Linked DNA regions of Salmo salar: region 2 is linked to region 1. Evidence: chromatin contacts called from public Hi-C data. All regions are on one chromosome and are shown on one strand. Each heading gives the region's core, a stretch centred on a gene start, on an enhancer-like site or on the middle of the called end of the contact. The rest is flanking DNA. Distances are from core to core; before and after follow the strand shown. Region 1 holds the start of LOC106586301 (tyrosine-protein phosphatase non-receptor type 4). Region 2 overlaps LOC106586301 (tyrosine-protein phosphatase non-receptor type 4).

Evidence for each region. Hi-C and Micro-C count contacts between places; a contact is called where the count stands out from the background.
Region 2: a Hi-C map of muscle shows a contact between it and region 1, with 5 times the contacts expected there. The contact joins the enhancer-like site here to the promoter of LOC106586301 in region 1. A contact is called at or near these places in 2 of 3 Hi-C or Micro-C datasets (blood and muscle).

What each region holds. Positions count from the first base shown.
Region 1 is chrssa25:19,733,106-19,737,450 of Ssal_v3.1, reverse strand. LOC106586301 (tyrosine-protein phosphatase non-receptor type 4) reads right to left here and starts at 2,178. Exons shown (of 26, transcript XM_045707341.1): 1 at 1,734-2,178. It also overlaps the pseudogene LOC106586288.
Region 2 is chrssa25:19,796,265-19,800,609 of Ssal_v3.1, reverse strand. The region is part of intron 14 of LOC106586301 (tyrosine-protein phosphatase non-receptor type 4); the gene reads right to left. Among protein-coding and RNA genes, the nearest start is that of e41l5, 33 kb to the left of the region's middle. Within about 2 kb of position 2,534, at least 3 of the 13 cell types and tissues checked have an H3K27ac peak or open chromatin away from gene starts, as enhancers often do. A contact at or near this core is called in muscle, where this site is marked.

The DNA.
Region 1 (4,345 bases), core at 929-3,428:
AAGCTGGTGTCCACATACTTTTGGTCATGTAGTGTAGGTGTATAGTCACTTATCATAAAACAAACAAGGATGGCAATTGGATGCACATGCACAAAGAATATGTTCCCATTGCAGTCGACAAATAAACAAAAAAATAATAATTGTGAGAGCATAATAGGACTATGAATACGGCCTCTTTAGCTTTGTTACTGTCATCTCAGCAGTAGTCTACCTCATAGTAGATTAGCTAGCTGGGTCCAATCAATCTATGTGGCTTCACCAATGCTCATGTCAGCAGGTGCAGTCTATCCCAATTATTCCAGCACCTGAGCCCCTCTCTCCCAAAACCCCACCCACACTCCACTTCAAAATCAGGGATGCCTGGTTCAGGTGCACAACCCATTAAGCCAGGACTCTCTCCACAGGCCATTTCATCTTTACCAGCTGAGTCCCCTAAAACAGGTTTTATTCTAGTTTATACAGAGGCCTCTCTCCTGGCAAAGACAGGCACAGTCTCATAGGCATGAATCTGATTTCTCGCTGAATCCTGACATGGCCCTCTCCAGTAGGATTAGGCTATGTGAAGCAAAGTAGCTATCTATGGGGGCCATATTAGGTGAATGAAATGAGGACATGTGAAAGTGCAGAGGTCCTCTTCTGTCAAACCTGAAGCCGGTCATTCAACGTCCTAGTTGGTTTGATTGAATGAGATTTGGGGACCTGAGAAAGCCTACCAGCACAATTTGGAGACAAGCGGTGATGTAGGCTCAGTCCAACTAAACTCATTCAATAAAAAACTGAATTGAGTTGATGTGGAATTCAAAGTGGAAGTATACGCCCCCCAAAAAATGTGTTTAATGCCATGACACCAAAAACGTGTAATTGAATTTGCTTTCCAGTAGTGAGTACGCAGGTTGAAATCAGTCCAGGTAGCTACTCTCGAACGATAGGCTTCCACCACCACGAATACGATGACTGAGGATTACGTCATTGTTAAAGTTGACCACATTAGCTAAATGATTATGTCCAAATTCAGAAAACACAGATTAGTTACCGGTTTACTCACTTGAAAGCAACCTTGAGTAATATCACAGAGAAGGAAACCCTTGACTTAAAGTAATTCCTCCTCGTGTTTAAAAATGACCAGCAAGTTATAAGACTGATGCAGCTGTCAGTACATTCATATTGTGGGCCATGTACACTGTAACTGGATACCACCTATGATAATTTATAGGCTCTGTTTTAGGCTATTTCTGCAAGGGTTAACTTAACTGAGTAATTAAAATATAAATATTTAGCTAATTGCCTACCTGCAACGTCCACAATTGGATTACTAAATACGGTTATCATATTTCTCCTTCCATCATCTGTCAAGCTTCAGAGTAGGCTTCCACACAGAAAAGTGTAGCTGAAATCTTGTGACTACCGTTACACTGAAATAGCAGTAGTGGATTCAGGGAACATCTTATTTCCCATAATAACTTAAAGGCATAGCCTACATTGTTTAATGGATCCGAGTATGGGACAGTAAATGTTTTTTAACTAAGTAGTTACCAAAACAATGGTGTATTGGTTAGGTTTATGGAGAGCAAACGTCAGAGCAAACAGCTAGATAGCTCGTTAGCAATTTAGCTAGCTAGGTTACCTAAAGTTAGCACAACCAGCTAGCAAACTAGTTAGCTACAGTAGCTACGCTAGCAAGCTGCATTACTTTTCAGTAAAATGGTTGTTAAATAGTTGGTAAATTATCTTACCGTCATAAACAGTTCCAGGGGCGTCCAGTTTTTAAGTAATATGGTTTTCTTACAGCGGGAAATGAGTTTAGGGTGAGGGACTGAAAATCCAAGTTCAGTTCACCCGCTGCCAACTCCGACAAAACCTCATCTTTATCACTGAGAGCCTTCAGCTTCATACACATTCAACTGCGGGCCCTCCTGGCTCGAATCTCGGACTAGCTCGGCAACGAATAATCCACACGCAAGACACAGCAACCATTGGCTACAGCGAACCAGCAGTCATTTCAGACCGAGTGAATGATATTTACAATTCCTTTGATTTGTAAATGCGATGGTATGAGCGACATAAATGTTGGGGGGGATTGGATTATTCGGTCTCTGACTTCTCAGCGGACTGCAGAGTCCGTCGTCAAAGCTCGCTCGCTGCAGCAGAGGCAACAGCATAGCAACGTTATGGCGCAATCTTCGCAGCGCCATCAGTGCACGGGGGTGGAGTCACAGGATAGGGAGGCGTGGTTTTCATTTGTGAAGTCGCGGGTGAGCAATCCTGCAATCTATATTTGTCATGCCATAGTAACTGGTATTTTGCCGGTTTTATAGAGCTACAAAATGTAGGTTAGTGTGGAGACTGCATTTGGCATCACGTTTGTACGTGTGGAGCAGAATAGTCATTAGGCGAGGAGTCATTAGTAATTTCCTCAAGTAATTATTGCCACAGGATATTACATTTCCATTGTTGGTCAGAAATAGCCCACACTAGTTTATCATTGCCATAAATTCAGGAAATACTTAGGTCCGTCAATGTGACTATAACAATACTACACCAGTGTAGATTAGGCCTGACAATGGGACTGTAGATTACAATTTAAATAGGGGCTGTGGCGACATCATGTGGTTAAAAAAACACTCCGTCTCCCAACTGTGTCCAATAATGTGAAGGGATGATGAAAATGTATATTTTACTGACACTGGCAAAGTGGTATATTAAAGACTGAGAATACATTTAAAACAATAATCAATGAAAATTGAACTCCCGAGTGGCGCAGCGGTCTAAGGCACTGCATCTCAGTGCTAGAGGTGTCACTACAGACCCTGGTTCAATTCCAGGCTGTATCACAACCGGCCGTGATTGGGAGTCCCATAGGGCGGTGCACAATTGGCCCAGTGTCATCCGGGTTAGGTTTTGCCGGGGTAGGCTGTCATTGTAAATAAGAATTTGTCCTTACCTGACTTGCCTAGTTAAATAAAGGTTCGATAAAAATTGGAAGTATAAGGACATGAATAATGGATCCTTATGGTATTGCTGACCCTGCTCATCCTTGATTAATTGAAGATTTTAGAGTTGACCAAATCTCTGGACACAGAAATATTATTTATAGTGTCCGAGGGCTATTGCAAGAAACTACATACAATCATTTTCAGTTAATATCCATTATTTGTGTTTAGAATTTTTTGGGAGTTTGAAATTGTGATCTTTGCTCAGGACAAGGGCATTTCCAGGCATAGAGCTGACATGGAAATTAATATTGAAAGTATTTAGAAAAGGGAAAATATTGGTTTTTGGAGTTATAAGATTCCCCTAAATATACATTTTAAGCTCAAATAATGCAACAAAATCAATTTGATCAACTATAAAACATGTAAAAAAGTGTCCCTGTCAGACAAGGATTGTCCCAACTTTCAAGAACCTCAGCTAATTTCCTGCTATTCCAAACATTTTGCCATGAGGCTAAGAATTTTTTTTGGGGGGGGGGTGTTGGGGTCCCCAACGCTCATGAGCTTTCATGCTGCGGTAGAGTGTGTGTTACGCCTATTGTCACAAATTACCCCATGTCGTCTTCACCCAGGCTGAGGGTACCATTGGTGTTTACCCAGTACAGTGCTGTAATTAGTTACAATTAATAATTTTCCGTTGCATAAAAAGATCAGGGGAGTTGTTTGTAATCACATACACAGAGCATTCGTATAACCCAGGAGAGCCTCACTATCAAGACTAAAAAGAAGCTGTCAATGCTGTGACTAGTGTGTATTTTGTTCTGGCTCAAAGATTTAGCCAGAAATAATGTGCCATTGAGATACGCATTTATTTGACAATGACAGTCTCTAGGTTCAGTTTTTCTCAACAAAAGCTGTCAAAGCGTTAATTACTTGTTTATTTTTTTGATACGTGTGTGATGTGATTAAAGTACTTTATTAAGTTGTCCATTTAATATGCAGACAACCTAAATGGCCACCAACTAAATGTGGAGATTCAATGCTGTATATTAATATCATTCTCGCCAAGTAACCAACTTTAAAAAGATTACTTTCTTTAAATCAAACAGATTCTTGATTCCCTTAATGCACACCTCGCTCTCTTTTTGGTTAAACATTCACAACACAGTTTCATCTTACACAAGGCAGCTGTACATGTTTAACATTATAACAGACTTTGTTAAATGTGGCTTTTTATGAAAACTTTTTATTGTACCTTGCCCTGATGTGTTTTACAACAGCACAAAAGTCCAGGTGCACATATAGACCACCTATAACATCCATTTTAGGCAAAGGTAAAATTGAGGTCACTGTTAAGAGGAAAGGAAGCATTCAAGTTTAGGGATGACTGCCATTATTCAGGCAATGTTACATGT
Region 2 (4,345 bases), core at 1,285-3,784, 63 kb before region 1:
CACAAGTATATATTTTTAAACCTGCATATTTAGTTAATATTGCCTGCTAACATGAATTTCTTTTAACTAGGGAAAATGTGTCACTTCTCTTGCTAACAGAGTCAGGGTATATGCAGCAGTTTGGGCCACCTGGCTCATAATATCCTAACAAAACGATGCCAACGAAACGACTGTACCCAACCATAAACATCAAGCAACAGAAGTTATTTTAAAGACTAAAAAGGAAGTAGCAAAAACACAGGCCTGGCTCGTTGCGAACTAATATGCCAGAATTTTACGTAATTATGCCATAACATTGAAGATTGTGCAATGTAACAGGAATAACGTTTTGTTTTCGAGATGATAGTTTCCGGATTCGACCATATTAATGACCTAAGGCTAGTATTTATGTTATAATTAAGTCTATGATTTGATAGAGCAGTCTGACTGAGCGGTGGTAGGCACCAGCAGGCTCGTAAGCATTCATTCAAAATAGCACTTTCGTGCATTTTGCCAGCAGCCCTTCGCAATGCATTGTGCTGTTTATGACTTCAAGCCTGTCAACTCCCGAGATTAGGCTGGTGTAACCCATGTGAAATGGCTAGCTAGTAAGCCGGGTGCGCGCTAATAGCGTTTCAAACGTCACTCGCTCTGAGACTTGGAGTAGTTGTTTCCCCTTCCTCTACGTGGGTAACGCTGCTTCGAGGGTGGCTGTTGTCGATGTGTTCCAGGTTCAAGCCCAGGTAGGAGCGCGGAGAGGGATGGAAGCTATACTGTTACACTGGCAATACTAAAGTGCCTATAAGAACATCCAATAGTCAAAGGTATATGAAATACAAATCGTAGAGAGAGAAATAGTCCTATAATTCCTATAATATCTACAACCTAAAACATCTTACCTGGGAATATTGAAGACATGTTAAAAGGAACCACCAGCTTTCATATGTTCTCATGTTCTGAGCAAGTAACTTAAACGTTAGCTTTTTTTACATGGCACATATTGCACTTTTACTTTCTTCTCCAACACTTTGTTTTTGCATTATTTAAACCAAATTGAACATGTTTCATTATTTATTTGAGGCTAAATAGATTTTATTGATGTATTATATTAAGTTAAAATAAGTGTTCATTCAGTATTGTTGTAATTGTCATTATTACAAATAAAAATGAAATTACAAAAATCTGCCGATTAATCGGTATCGGCCTTTGCGGGTCCTCCAATAAATTGGTATCGGTGTTGAAAAATCATAAATCGGTCGACCTCTAGTAGGCAGAACTGAAAAAGTGTGTGCAAGCAAGGAGGCCTACAAACATGACTCAGTTACACCAGCTCTGTAAGGAGGAATGGGCCAAAATTCACCCAACTTATTGTGGGAAGCTTGTGGAAGGCTACCCAAAATGTTTGACCCAAATTAAACAATTTAAAGGCAATGCTACCAAATACTAATTGAGTGCATGTAAACTTCTGACCCACTGGGAATGTGATTTATGTGCCGCTTCCACGTTGTGGTGTTTATTTCTGATAGTTTTCAAAACCTATGAAGATGTCCATTGAATGCAGATATGCAATTTGTTGACACCACAACACAGTACAGACTAGGATACACATTATCCCAAAAGCGACGCAATAGAAATGTCTTAAATCAGCTGCTCTGTTTTGCTTGTTTACAGCAGGTAACTTCAGAATTTCACCACAAACATTTAGAGAATAAAGGCTCCAACATGGCAGCCGTGCTAAAACCTGGCTGAACTCTATATACAGTATATGGCTCTTTGTGTACCTAACCCGCCTAGTCACAGTGGGGGTGTGTTATAGTGTACCTAACCATCCTAGTCATTCAACCACAGAATTCGCAGGAGGCCCAGGGTGAGTAGAGGCCAGTCACAGCACATTGTCTTTGTTTAGCGTCCTGTATGCCGGGCTGGTGTCACAACACAGGAGACACTGGCCTGGTCCGGAGGGGGACCCTGCAGGAAGGACAGACAGGCCTCTCCAACCTAAACAGACACTATGCTGACATCAGCCACAGGGCTGGGGGGAGGGAGAGACGGGCAGGACTACTGCTTACTGACCACACTAACACAACGTAACACACTTTATCAAATACTAGTTTAAGCTCGAGTATCTTGGTCTGAAATGTTGGTTAGCTTTACAAAAACAGATGGGTGTATTCCGCTAATTACATCAAGACAATAAGTTATAACATGCTACAATTGCGGTCCTTTTTCACAATGACTGTAAAGTCAGGGAAAGTTCAATATTCTCTTTATTCTTTAAAGGACAGTCTAGGGTCAGCCGCCTTTCAAGTGACAGTGTAGTGGGATGTTTTCCTGGTTTACAGATCAGGTTGTAGGGGGGGGGTATTACATGACCTGGTTGCTATGCTTTGGTTTCAACCGCCTGAAACCTTATCCTCACTGAGCTAAGGCTACGTGACAGGGAATATGGTTGTTTTTATGTTTATTTTTGAGAGAGCAGAAGAGAGAATCTATGTGCGTGTGTGTGTGTCACCGGATATAGCAATAAATGTGAGCAGGTGGTTATGTCATCTTCTGGGTCAGTGACAAAAGAGATGAGCAAATGGCTTGGCACGGAATGTGGGTGCGTGCAAGTGTGCCTGTGTGTGTGAAAGCAGAAATGAAATAAGAGCGAAATAGGGAGGGAAAGTATATATGGTGAGTGTAGGCATGTTTGTGTGCATATGCATACTTTAAATAGGGATTATGTAAGTGTCAGAACTATTCCCTTCATTTCCAGTACAGGTGCAGTATCTGTACTAATGCTGGTGACATAGTTATTGGTAAGATAACACAGCAGAACATATAAAAACCATTCCAGCTCTAAGATAAGACAGAAACATATGGAGACTCCGACAGACAGGCTATTAATCGTCCTCCACTCCTAGTGGCACTTAGCCAATCTAGCCTAATAATAAACAGTTACTGGAACTCTGAAAGGCATCTCGAAGAACATAACAGCCAAAAGAACTGGAGTACAGGGTTGGCTGAAGGTTGAGGTTGGGATGACGAGCAGAGGGACGACAGAGGGTGGGAGCGGGACAGGGTGAGGCCAGAGCTGGGTTTACAAGTTGAACATAGCCCCACTCATCAGCGCAATCCAACCCTAGTAGCCCAGTGGTTAGGCTACTCTCAGATGTCAGTGGACCAACACTGCAGTAGACTAGAGCCACGGGCATTTTGACCTATGAGGGTTATACGGCTCCCAGTCAGACAGGCCAAAGGCATTATTATTGTTACTAGTACGGTGTGGATCACCCCCCCCCCCCACCCCCATCCCAGCCCTGCCGAACCCCCTTCATGCCCCCAGAGCTGTAAACACTTCACTTTTTTACAGCCCGTGTTCAAAGTCTCTGTTTCCATTTAAGCCCATTAAATGACATTTGGGAAAGGGTGTGAACTGTAATTGTAAGCCACAGACCACAGGCTAACCGTTAAAAATCAGCTGTTTCAGCAGTCGGAGTAGACAGCATGGCACTGGAACTGTCAAGTCCTATTTAATGTGGCTCCCATAGATTTTTAGACAGCGGCTTTAGTGGGGACTTTAACAGTGGAATCTATGCACTGTCACCAACTTTCATCCTCATTAACAACTATAGTGGTGTTGTTTTGGGAGGGAGCTGGTGAGAGACCTTCCATTATAATGTTTGAGTCTTTTCTGAGCACAAACATATTGTTTCAGTGTAGGCCTAGTCTCTTGTACCGGGCTATAACTAGGGGCCAGAGTTGTTCCTGGTCAGATCATGCAGTCATGTCAACAGGGCTACTCATAACCACCACCTCTCTCATCTTCCTCACTACTGCAGTGTGTCCAGTATCCACAAGGGGTCAGACTTACAAGTGGAGTCCAGTCTGATGCAGTTGCCTTGAGTGGATGAGGCTGACTCGTGATTGGGGTGAGAGTGTGGTAGCAGACTTACGGGGTAGAGTCGGCCTGGGTAGAGGACGCGAATTTGTGATTGGAGAAGACAGGGAGGCTGGGCGAAGCGTGAATCACATGGTCCACCAGGTGCCCAACCGACGACGGCCGCATCCTTGTCCCTTCCTGTATGAACGAGTTCCGGCTGCACGCATACACACAAATCGGTGGTGAGGAGGATTGTGTGTGTGATCAAAGCAATTGAATGTACGCTATCCACAGTTGGAAAACTTATACTTTATTTGGATTCTATGATGTTTTGTCCAGCTCTCTGATACATTTGAATGTGTATAATTCCTTTCACTCATGCAATGAAATGTGTCAGTACCATTACCGAAGGTATTGGAACTGGAATTCCCTCACAATGTACAGTGCATTCGGGAAGTATTCAGTCACCTTGACTTTAGCTGCATTACGTGTTACGTTACA